Linked DNA regions of Mus musculus: region 2 is linked to region 1. Evidence: chromatin contacts called from public HiChIP or PLAC-seq data. All regions are on one chromosome and are shown on one strand. Each heading gives the region's core, a stretch centred on a gene start, on an enhancer-like site or on the middle of the called end of the contact. The rest is flanking DNA. Distances are from core to core; before and after follow the strand shown. Region 1 overlaps Gm46755 (a long non-coding RNA gene). Region 2 overlaps Mpped2 (metallophosphoesterase domain containing 2).

The links. HiChIP or PLAC-seq counts read pairs in DNA pulled down with a chosen protein or histone mark.
Region 2: a contact with region 1 is called in an H3K4me3 HiChIP or PLAC-seq map of embryonic basal ganglia, with 3 times the contacts expected there. The contact joins two enhancer-like sites. A contact is called at or near these places in 2 of 484 Hi-C or Micro-C datasets (embryonic stem cells and nephron progenitors) and 6 of 115 datasets of contacts at active chromatin or transcription factors (T-cell acute lymphoblastic leukemia, craniofacial prominence, embryonic basal ganglia and 3 more).

The regions. Positions count from the first base shown.
Region 1 is chr2:106,421,866-106,426,711 of GRCm38.p6, reverse strand. All of the region lies in intron 1 of Gm46755 (a long non-coding RNA gene), which reads left to right. All of the region lies in intron 2 of Gm36036 (a long non-coding RNA gene), which reads right to left. Among named protein-coding and RNA genes, the nearest start is that of Gm46755, 4.9 kb to the left of the region's middle. Within about 2 kb of position 1,556, at least 14 of the 459 cell types and tissues checked have an H3K27ac peak or open chromatin away from gene starts, as enhancers often do. A contact at or near this core is called in embryonic basal ganglia, where this site is marked.
Region 2 is chr2:106,712,589-106,717,732 of GRCm38.p6, reverse strand. All of the region lies in intron 2 of Mpped2 (metallophosphoesterase domain containing 2), which reads right to left. Among named protein-coding and RNA genes, the nearest start is that of Mpped2, 22 kb to the right of the region's middle. Within about 2 kb of position 1,497, at least 22 of the 459 cell types and tissues checked have an H3K27ac peak or open chromatin away from gene starts, as enhancers often do. A contact at or near this core is called in embryonic basal ganglia, where this site is marked.

The DNA of each region.
Region 1 (4,846 bases), core at 307-2,806:
GAAAGAAGTCAATCTCTTAACTACATAAACTGCATCATTCCAGCAAGACAGCAAATTTGTGCCCAGTTTTAAATCAAAAGGGTGTTTGGTATGTGTGTGCGTGTTTGTGTGTGTGTATTTGTGTGTGCAGTGTGGTGTGATATTGTATATGTATAGCATGGTATGATACTGTGTGTGTGTTGTGGTATAGTATGGTGTGCGTGTGTGTATGTGTTATGGTGTACATGTGTATGTGATGTGTATGTGCATGCATATGTGCTGTGTATGTGTGTGTGGTACGGTGTGCATGTGTATGTGGTATGTGTGTATGTGTGTGGTGTATTTCTGTATATGTAGTGTGGCAGTGTATGTGTACGTGGTATGGTATGCATGTGTTTGTGGCATGTGTGTGTATGTGTGTGTGTGGTGTGGTGTGGTGTGGTGGTTTTTTGTGTGTAGTATGATGTGATATTCTTTGTGTACAGCATAGTATGATACAGTGTTTGTGTAATGTGGTGTGTGTCAGTGTGTAGTGTAGTGTGGTGTTGTGTGGATATGGTGTGTGGATATGTGGATGTGGTATGTGTGGGTGTGGTGTGGTGTTTTGTATATGTGTGTGTTTGTGTGTGTTCACTCTTAGGAAAAGAACAGTAAGAAAAATCCAAGCTATCCAAAGTATCTCAGGGGATAGCTCTCATCTCCTGTAGCAGGATTTTCTATAATGATGGCATAAAATATTACTTTTATAATATAGTTATAGACTATGAGAGAAGAAGAAAAATGGGAGGTATGCAGGGAGCTAGAGAGCCAGCATTCTGCAAAACCAAAGTCAGCATTTAACAGGGATTCTGGGCACTTTGTTCTGCTCTCTTTCGGGTCAGTAACTGAACCATCAAGCGTTTGTTAAACACCATGAATCATGGATGACTTAGATGTTCACCTTGTGCCAGGCATGACGCAGAGTCCACGGTGTTCTCAGCACATACAGCAGACAGCCTGAGGTTGTAAATGAACTCAGGCCCTTCTCTGTCTTTCTTATGCAGTGGGCAACACAAGCATGAAACCCCTGAGAAAAGAAGTCTGCTTCCTGATTGAGGGGAGTCACACAATGTGAACAGTGAGCCCTTTGATAAGAAAACTTTGCCCCCCTATGGTAGAAAATAAAGGGGACTCAGGCTCATGTGGGGAGCCTGACAAGCAGAGAAGGTGGGCCCTAGGGAGAGTGACATTACACAATAACAACATAGTGGGGTTGCCTGCATGCTTGGCTAATTACTGGAGCTATTAAAATCTCTATAATTTAGATTCAGGCCAAAAAAAAAAAAAAAAACAAAACAAAACAAAAACAAAAAAAAAACCCAAAAAAACCAAAAAACCCCAACCCAGCTTATATGAACGCACATAAGTGCTCCTGACTGGGTTTTACAGATCCATCCTTTTACTCATAAAAGGACACACTATCCTGCTGTGTGCATGTGACTGCTAAACCTGACTGACCTTCTCCCCAGACCTGCCCTCCTCTGGGGTGCTCTATTGCTATAGAGAGCAGTTGGGCCAGATAAGCCAATGCTTGATGAGGTCATGTGTACTGGGGCTGAAGAACAATGCTCCAGTCAATGGGCTTAATCTAAACCAAATGTGTTGCTGTCCCAAGCCGGAAAGTCCAGAAATGGAGAAAACAGAGGTTTTACCTCCCTTTGCTCAAGTTCACGGAACAGACAGAGATACTGGAACCTTGGAGAGTGGCAGCAAAAGTCTCTCTGGAGTTTAATCAAAAGAGCAGTGTGTATGCATTTTAATTCACCTTCTCCTTTACCCCACTTGCAGGTGCTGAGCACTTCCCAGATGCTCAATAAGCAAACACTCTGGATAAACAGATGAGCTATGGGTGGTTAGCATAGGAATTTAGCACCTCTGCTTTAAGCATCAGAATTCATTTCGCCCCATCTTTGCCAGGAGACTTGGGTTCTGTCTTAGTATTCTATTGCTGTGAGGAGACACCATGACCATGACTCTCATACAGGAAAACATTCATTGGAGGTTGGTTTACAGGTCAGAGGTTTAATAAGTTATCATCATGATGGGAGGCATGGCCGCATGCAAGCAGACAGTGTTAGAGACATAGTGGAGAGTTCTACATCTGGATGCACAGGCAGCAGGGAAAGAGAGCCATTGGCCTTGGCTTGATCACTTGAAACCTCAAAGCCCACAGCCAATGACACACTTTCCCCAAAAGGCAATACCTACTCCAACCAGGACATACTTTCTAATAGTACTACTCCCTATGGGTGTATTTTTTGTTCATGCCACCCAGGTTGCAAATCTGCAAAATGGAGATGTTGTTGGGGCTGCTGCTGCTGCTGATTATGGTGGTGGTACTGCTGACGATGATTTGGGGGAGGGGGGATAAACTAAATCAATGTACCTATGTAACTAGCATAGAGTTCAATAAGTCGATAGTAATCATCTTGCTAATTTTATCAGTCTCACAAGCTGACAACCCTGTCGATGACAGCAAGGGTGTCACAGGCGGTGGTGAGGGTGATCGCTTGAATCTGTTACAAAAGTAAACTCTGATAAGTTTCATGAAGACACCTCAACACATCTGGACCCAGGTCTTCTAGAGCTTGAAAGTTTTCTGTGGAGCCAGAGATTGCTGGCCAGTCTGTGTTTGAGACACTGAAAGGACAGGTGAGTATCCCGAGGCCATCCTGTCCCAACCCTAGTCTAAAGAAGTACTTCTAGAGGAAGCACATAGCTCTTGGTGTCTTCAGCTAGATATGGTAACTTGGTGCTCACTTCACAAATATTTTATTGGCCACTCTGCATGTAAATATTAACGTGTCCCAGTCTTTCCAATCCTGTCAGCGGTAATTTTGTTGTCTACACAGCATTTTTTAAAAATGTGTTTTCTTGCTGTGACAAAATACTCAGGAAGAATGTCTGAAAAGGAGGAGGGATTTATTTGGAACTCTGGTTTCAGAGACGTCAGTCATTCTGTAGTTACTTGGCTCCCTTGTACAAAGGGAGAATACTGAGACAGGCAGTACACACCGTGTGGTGGTTAAGAAAGACGGATGAAGGCAAGATATATCTCTATCATCTGTCTGTCTGTCTGTCTGTCTGTCTGTCTATCTGTCTATGTCCTAGTTAGGGTTTCCATTGCTGTAAAGAGACACCATGACCAAGGCAACTTTTATAAAGGACATTTAATTGAGGCTAGTTTACTGGTTCTGAGATTCAATCCTTTGTCATCATGGCCAGAAGCATGACAGCATCCAGGCAGGCATGGTGCTGGAGGAATTATAGTTCTACATCTGGTTCTGAAGGGAACCGGGAGGAGACTGACTTCCAGGCAGCTAGGAGAAGGGTCTCAAAGCCCACCCCCCCGGGGTCACACTTCCTCCAACAAGGCCACACCTATTCTTTTTTTTTTTTTTCCATTTTTTATTAGGTATTTCGCTCATTTACATTTGCAATGCTATACCAAAAGTCCCCCATAGCCACCCACCCCCTCTCCCCTACCCACCCACTCCCCTTTTATGGCCCTGGCGTTCCCCTGTACTGGGGCATATAAAGTTTGCAAATCCAATGGGCCTCTCTTTCCAGTGATGGCCGACTAGGCCATCTTTTGATGCATATGCAGCTAGAGTCAAGAGCTCCGGGGTACTGGTTAGTTCATAATGTTGTTCCACCTATAGGGTTGCAGATCCCTTTAGCTTCTTTGGTACTTTCTCTAGCTCCTTCATTGGGGGCCATGTGATCCATCCAATAGCCGACTGTGAGCATCCACTTCTATGTTTGCTAGGCCCAGGCATACTCTGACAAGAGACAGCTATATCAGGGTCCTTTCAGCATAATCTTGCTAGTGTATGCAATGGTGTCAGCATTTGGAAGCTGATTATGGGATGGATCCCCGGATATGCTAGTGTCTACATGGTCCATCCTTTTATCTCAGCTCCAAACTTTGTCTCTGTAACTCCTTCCAAGGGTGTTTTGTTCCCACTTCTAAGGAGGGGCATAGTGTTCACACTTCAGTCTTCATTTTTCTTGAGTTTCATGTGTTTAGGAAATTGTATCTTATATCTTGGGTATCTTAGGTTTTGGGCTAATATCCACTTATCAGTGAGTACATATTGTGTGAGTTCCTTTGTGAATGTGTTACCTCACTCAGGATGATGCCCTCCAGGTCCATCCATTTGGCTAGGAATTTCATAAATTCATTCTTTTTAATAGCTGAGTAGTACTCCATTGTGTAGATGTACCACATTTTCTGTATCCATTCCTCTGTTGAGGGGCATCTGGGTTCCTTCCAGCTTCTGGCTATTATAAATAAGGCTGCTATGAACATAGTGGAGCATGTGTCCTTCTTACCAGTTGGGGCATCTTCTGGATATATGCCCAGGAGAGGTATTGCTGGATCCTCCGGTAGTACTATATCCAGTTTTCTGAGGAACCGCCAGACTGATTTCCATAGTGGTTGTACAAGCCTGCAATCCCACCAACAATGGAGGAGTGTTCCTCTTTCTCCACATCCACGCCAGCATCTGCTGTCACCTGAATTTTTGATCTTAGCCATTCTGACTGGTGTGAGGTGGAATCTCAGGGTTGTTTTGATTTGCATTTCCCTGATGATTAAGGATGTTGAGCATTTTTTCAGGTGCTTCTCTGCCATTCGGTATTCCTCAGGTGAGAATTCTTTGTTCAGTTCTGAGCCCCATTTTTTAATGGGGTTATTTGATTTTCTGAAGTCCACCTTCTTGAGTTCTTTATATATGTTGGATATTAGTCCCCTATCTGATTTAGGATAGGTAAAGATCCTTTCCCAATCTGTTGGTGGTCTTTTTGTCTTATTGACGGTGTCTTT
Region 2 (5,144 bases), core at 248-2,747, 290 kb before region 1:
TACCTAGCACTGTCAATGGAGACTTTTGCCAAGCTGTGAATTCAAAACCCAAAGTAGCAGGTGCTAGAATGATTGTTGGGTTAAGTCACGTGACACCAAGTAAAGTGCTCTCTTGCTCTTTCTATCATGTAGGGCTTTGCGGGGGTGGGGTGGGGTGGGGGTTGCTTTTGTTTTGTTTTGTTTTGTTTTGTTTCTGCTGTGGGTACAGACACCAACCAACAGAAAGGAAAGCAGTTTTTTTTTCCATATTTCTTTACCATTCCCCAGAATCTCATAGTTCTCTCTCCATATCACATGGACCACAAAAAAATGTTTTATATGTCTGTGGTTTCCTCTGCTTGTCCCCAGGGTCTGTGCTCCCTGAAGTTGTTCGCCCTCTGTGTGAAGGAGTACACACACACACTCCAACCACACAGGCTTGCAAAGGCAGGCTCAAGGTGCTGCACACCTACACAGCCCTGACCACACCGGAGAGCCTGCCACCTCCAAACAAGCTAGCCGTGATAACATCCAAACGAATAAACACATCCCTAAGACTTATTACAGCTCAGGAAATGTAAGTATGATATATAAATCAGCTCCTTTAACATGCCCCTTGTCTCTGGAGAAATGTAACAATTGCCCCCCCCCCCTTACAAGTAAGAAAACTGAAAAGTTAACTTCACCAAGTCACGCACAACAGATCAATACATAAATAATAACTGAGTTTAAAAACAAAACCAAAACAAACAAACAAACAAACAAACAATCATGTGGCCATAAGTTACTCCATTTTCTGGGAAGCATTTAGACATTTATTTTTTTTTATTTTTTTATTTTTCTGGGGATTTTTCTTCTTTTTCTGAGGCTCTGGTACTACAGTTTAGCTGCCCATGCTTAGAACTCTACTGCATTCTTCCTCTGACAGACCAGATTCAAACTTCTACAATCCGCGTTCCCCAACACTACATTCTAGTGAACTCCTCAAGCGAGAAAGGTTGACTTTATATTTCTAGACCTCACAATCCATTTCAAAACTGTTTATTATACCTTTTATGTCGAGCTTAACTACATTTTCTTAAATCCTGAACACCCACACTTTTAAAAGGGCCGACAGAGAGACAGAGAAGGAGAAACAGGAAGAACATGTGATTGGAACAAAGTCACTGGATTCTACATACAAGGACCACCTTCCTGTGCCCTCTCCCAGTTCCGCGTGGGAGTAAACAAGACACAGAAACCTGGATAGACTGGTGGTTCCTACAAACATTTCCGACCTCATCACGCCTCTCTGAACTGACTCCAATTCATCAAAGATGTAGGTACCAGTTATATATGGCATCATCCATTAGCTGAAACGCACCAATAAATTTCCAAAATGTAGACTCAGCAATAAAAAAAAAAAGTGGAGAAATCCCGCATCTATTGTGGAACTCCAAGCAGCCCCACCTCCTCTGTGCAATCTCGAATCATGCATAATGCAACACCACAGCCACTAACAGCAGGCGCGCACCAGATAATTTACACTTGTTTTTATGGACACGAGGAACTGATCTTTGAAGCTGTCCCTAATGAGATTCCGCTTGGCCCTAACAGCATCCTGAGAGAGTGTTCCGGTGTTTTCTACTTGGCATCCATCCGGTGCATATTTATAATGCACAATACAGGCTCATTTAAACCGTACGGGTGGCTTTTGGTGTCTTCTCTATTTTAGAGATTGTCATATACTAAAAAGGACTGACTCCTCAATTACTAAACCCTGCTTTGCCCAAATAATGTCACTGCCAGTTGCTATAGGTACCTTTCAAAGAGGCAGGTCCATCAAAGGGCTTCTACCTGCAGGGCAGAAAGCTGCACCAACTCTAACCCTGCTTGTAAGTCCAGAGACTCAATTAGGTCTTCAGCCAAAGGGCATCCCCAGAAAGGCTAATTACATAACCCATCTGGGCAGCCACAGCCACAGAAAAAGCTGGGGAGAAACCCTGGAGTCAGTCACCTAAATTAAAAACTTCCTACCCCCAAAGGGCTTACAATGCAACATCAACAGCACTCTCTTCTTCTCTCTCCTCCTCAGGGGTCTTTGCCCTATGTAAAATTCTCTCTTAAGCCTGGAACCTTAGAGCAGGGTTTTTTCCCCCACTCCCCCTGGGGATTTTTCTTCTTCTACTTGCCTGGTACTACAGGAGTCTACAGTTTAGCTGTTCACACTTAGAATTCTACCACAGTCTTAGTCTGACTTTTATTTGGTTTCCCTGTAAGTCCATTTTTAAAATGTTTTATGTGTTTTTGTAACCTCAAAGTCGTAATCAGAGTTTTATCCATATTTAACCCAAAGCCCAGACTGTCAAAAGGCTCTGTAAGAGCTTCTGTTGTTGTTTGGTTTTGATTTTCTCACTATGTGGACCAGGCTAACCTTGAACTCACAGAGACCCACCTGTCTCCTCAATGCTGGGATCAAAGGTGTGCACCACCACACCCACCTATGAGATCTTTAAGAATGTAGACAGGAGCCATCAAGGCAAGGGTAAGGTGGTTAGGGTCCTATAGAAGAACTAAGTATAACTGCATATACACATGGAAATTGGATACTGAAACCGATAGTAAACACTACCTTGTTTACTAAGTTACTAAGAGAAAGTTTTGAGATAAAGAATGAGTGTACTATTTCAAAAACTACAAAGACGCTGTTAAAAATCACAGAATAAAAGTGGTTTGCTTTACACAAAACTCATGACTCCTGTTATGACAGTTAGCTCATTTTCTTGCTCAGTCTTCATTGCAAGCATACTCTATGCAGTGGGTATAGTGGGGACTTGTTACTCAGATTCCTAGTACGTTAATCTTACAGTTGGAACCCTCAGCCCACAGTCACTGACTTCTGACAGGGTCAATACATGAGCGCAGTAACTGGGTTCACACAATGTGCTTTCTCAGTCCTCACCTTTAAAGTTACAAAACAACATAGGAACCTCAAATCTTTAGAGTCTAGTTCAGTGTTCCTCAACCTGATATTTACATTATGATTCACAACAGTAGCAAGATTATCTTTGAAGCAGCAGCGAGACAATTTTATGGTTGGGGTCACCAAAACATGTGAAACTGTATTAAAGAGTCACAGCATTAGTTGAGAACCACTGGCCTGGTTAAAAGGAATCTTCAATATTCTTTTTCTGTTAGAAATAAATTGATGACATCAGAGTCAACTGGAGGCAGAATAGATTGTACCTTTAGTGTAGGATCTCCACAAATACTGCCTATCTTTCAGCTACATCCTAAAAACCGCAGGAGAGACTGACCTACATTGTCTTTTATAGCCAAATACACTGTCAAGTCTCCAAGTGAAGAGATATTACAAGGTGACAATGATTTCTAGGAGAAGCGCACACCAGTGTCCTTTGAATCCCTAAAAACCCAACTCTACTCAACAGGTATCCAAAGACTGCCTAGTCCCAGCTAAGACCACAACATGGTATACAAATATCACAAGGCAAAGACGAATGTCACAGAGTTGCTGTCTTCAGAGATAGAGCCTAGTGGGACACGGACATTTCATGATTGGAAAATATACTTTGGGGACTAGAAAGCTGGTCCAGTGATTAAGAGAACGTGTGTTTCCTACTCTTTTCCCAGAGAATTCAAGCTTAGATCAAAGAACCCATGTCAGTCAGCTCATAACTTCCTATAACTCCAGCTCCAAGGGATCTGATACACACCTGTGTATCATTCAGACATTTGCGCATAATAAAAATAAATCTTTAAAAAGAAAAAAAATACTGGTGGGGGGGCTTACTCGTCAGCATTCTGAGTTCAAGCAAGGAGACAAAGGAGGTTGACTGTGTAGTTCAGTAGGCAGACCTCTTGTTTAGCATAGATGAAGCCCTGGGTTTGATCCTCAGTACCATGGAAACAAGGTATGGTGGCTCAAGATTTATTCCACGTATTAGGGAAGAAGAGGGAAGGAGGATCGGAAGTCTAATCTCATCCTTGGCTGCATAGCTACTGCAAGGTCAGCCTGGGCTACGTGAGAACCTACAACACCACCAGCACCCCGACCTCCAAAAAAAAACCCCAAAGGTGATAAAAAAAAGTTGTAGCCGCACCCCAAGGTCCCTCAAAGCCTTGGAACTAAGGGCAGAGGATCAGCCTGCTGATCTCGAGCACCCATCATACTTCTTCACTTTAAAAAACTAGAAATGCAGGACGATTGTCTAGGAATTCCAATGCAGTGTTCCTTCAATGTCAGCACTGACTCCAGACAGCTTTGAAGACCTTGGAAAATGTCGGTGGACATCTCACCAAAGCTGGCAGTAACTGTTGCCAAATGTCTGGCTGGCACCAACATACAGACTAAATTGGCCATGAAAACCTCTCTGTACTCTTGCTCTTCTCAAAGGAAATAATTTTGTGATCAAGAATGTGGCTCACCCAGAGGCCAGGCTTACAGGGAGGCCTTGGATTCTGAGCTTAACTCAATTGCATGGTTTAGGGCGAGAGTCTCATGTTTCAGATGTGCAGGCCAGTCATCTGATCCCGGCAGAGTTTTAATGGCTTCTCAAAAACGCTGAAGTGTTAAATCCTTTTCCCAGCCTCCCCAAGAGCAATCAGAAGGTGTTTGTTCCCCAATTCCCACTATTCCCCCAATCTCCTATTCTAATAAGCAGTTGTTAAGCTTACTATTATATTGAATGCTTAGGCAATCCTAAAGTTTTTCATATGTGATACTTTTTAACAATTCACTTACAGCAAGGAAAAGGATAATGAAAGTAAAATCCTTAGAGATGCTGCTTGACATGAGGGACAAGACTTGGTCTTGTTTGCTTAGGAGTTTGGGGAGAGCATCTTTGCCCTAGCAGTTCCACAGATCCAGTAACAGGCACACAGTGAGCGTTACATCCTCCCATCCCCTGCCCCACCCCCACCCCACCCCCAGCCCCACCCCCAGCAAGGTGCTGCACAAGCAAAGATGGTGTTAACTGTGTCTGGATCCTGTCACCAAGACTCTCTTCCTCTATCCTAGTTCAGGATCTCTTTGAGACACTACAACCCTAAATATGCCCCAACACATCAAACGTAAGAGCAGGAAGAAAGCCATAGCGATGGCAGAGCGGAACTATTGCCTCTGAGGCTGCTGAGGGTGAAGTGACCAGAGATCAGAGACCTACCTC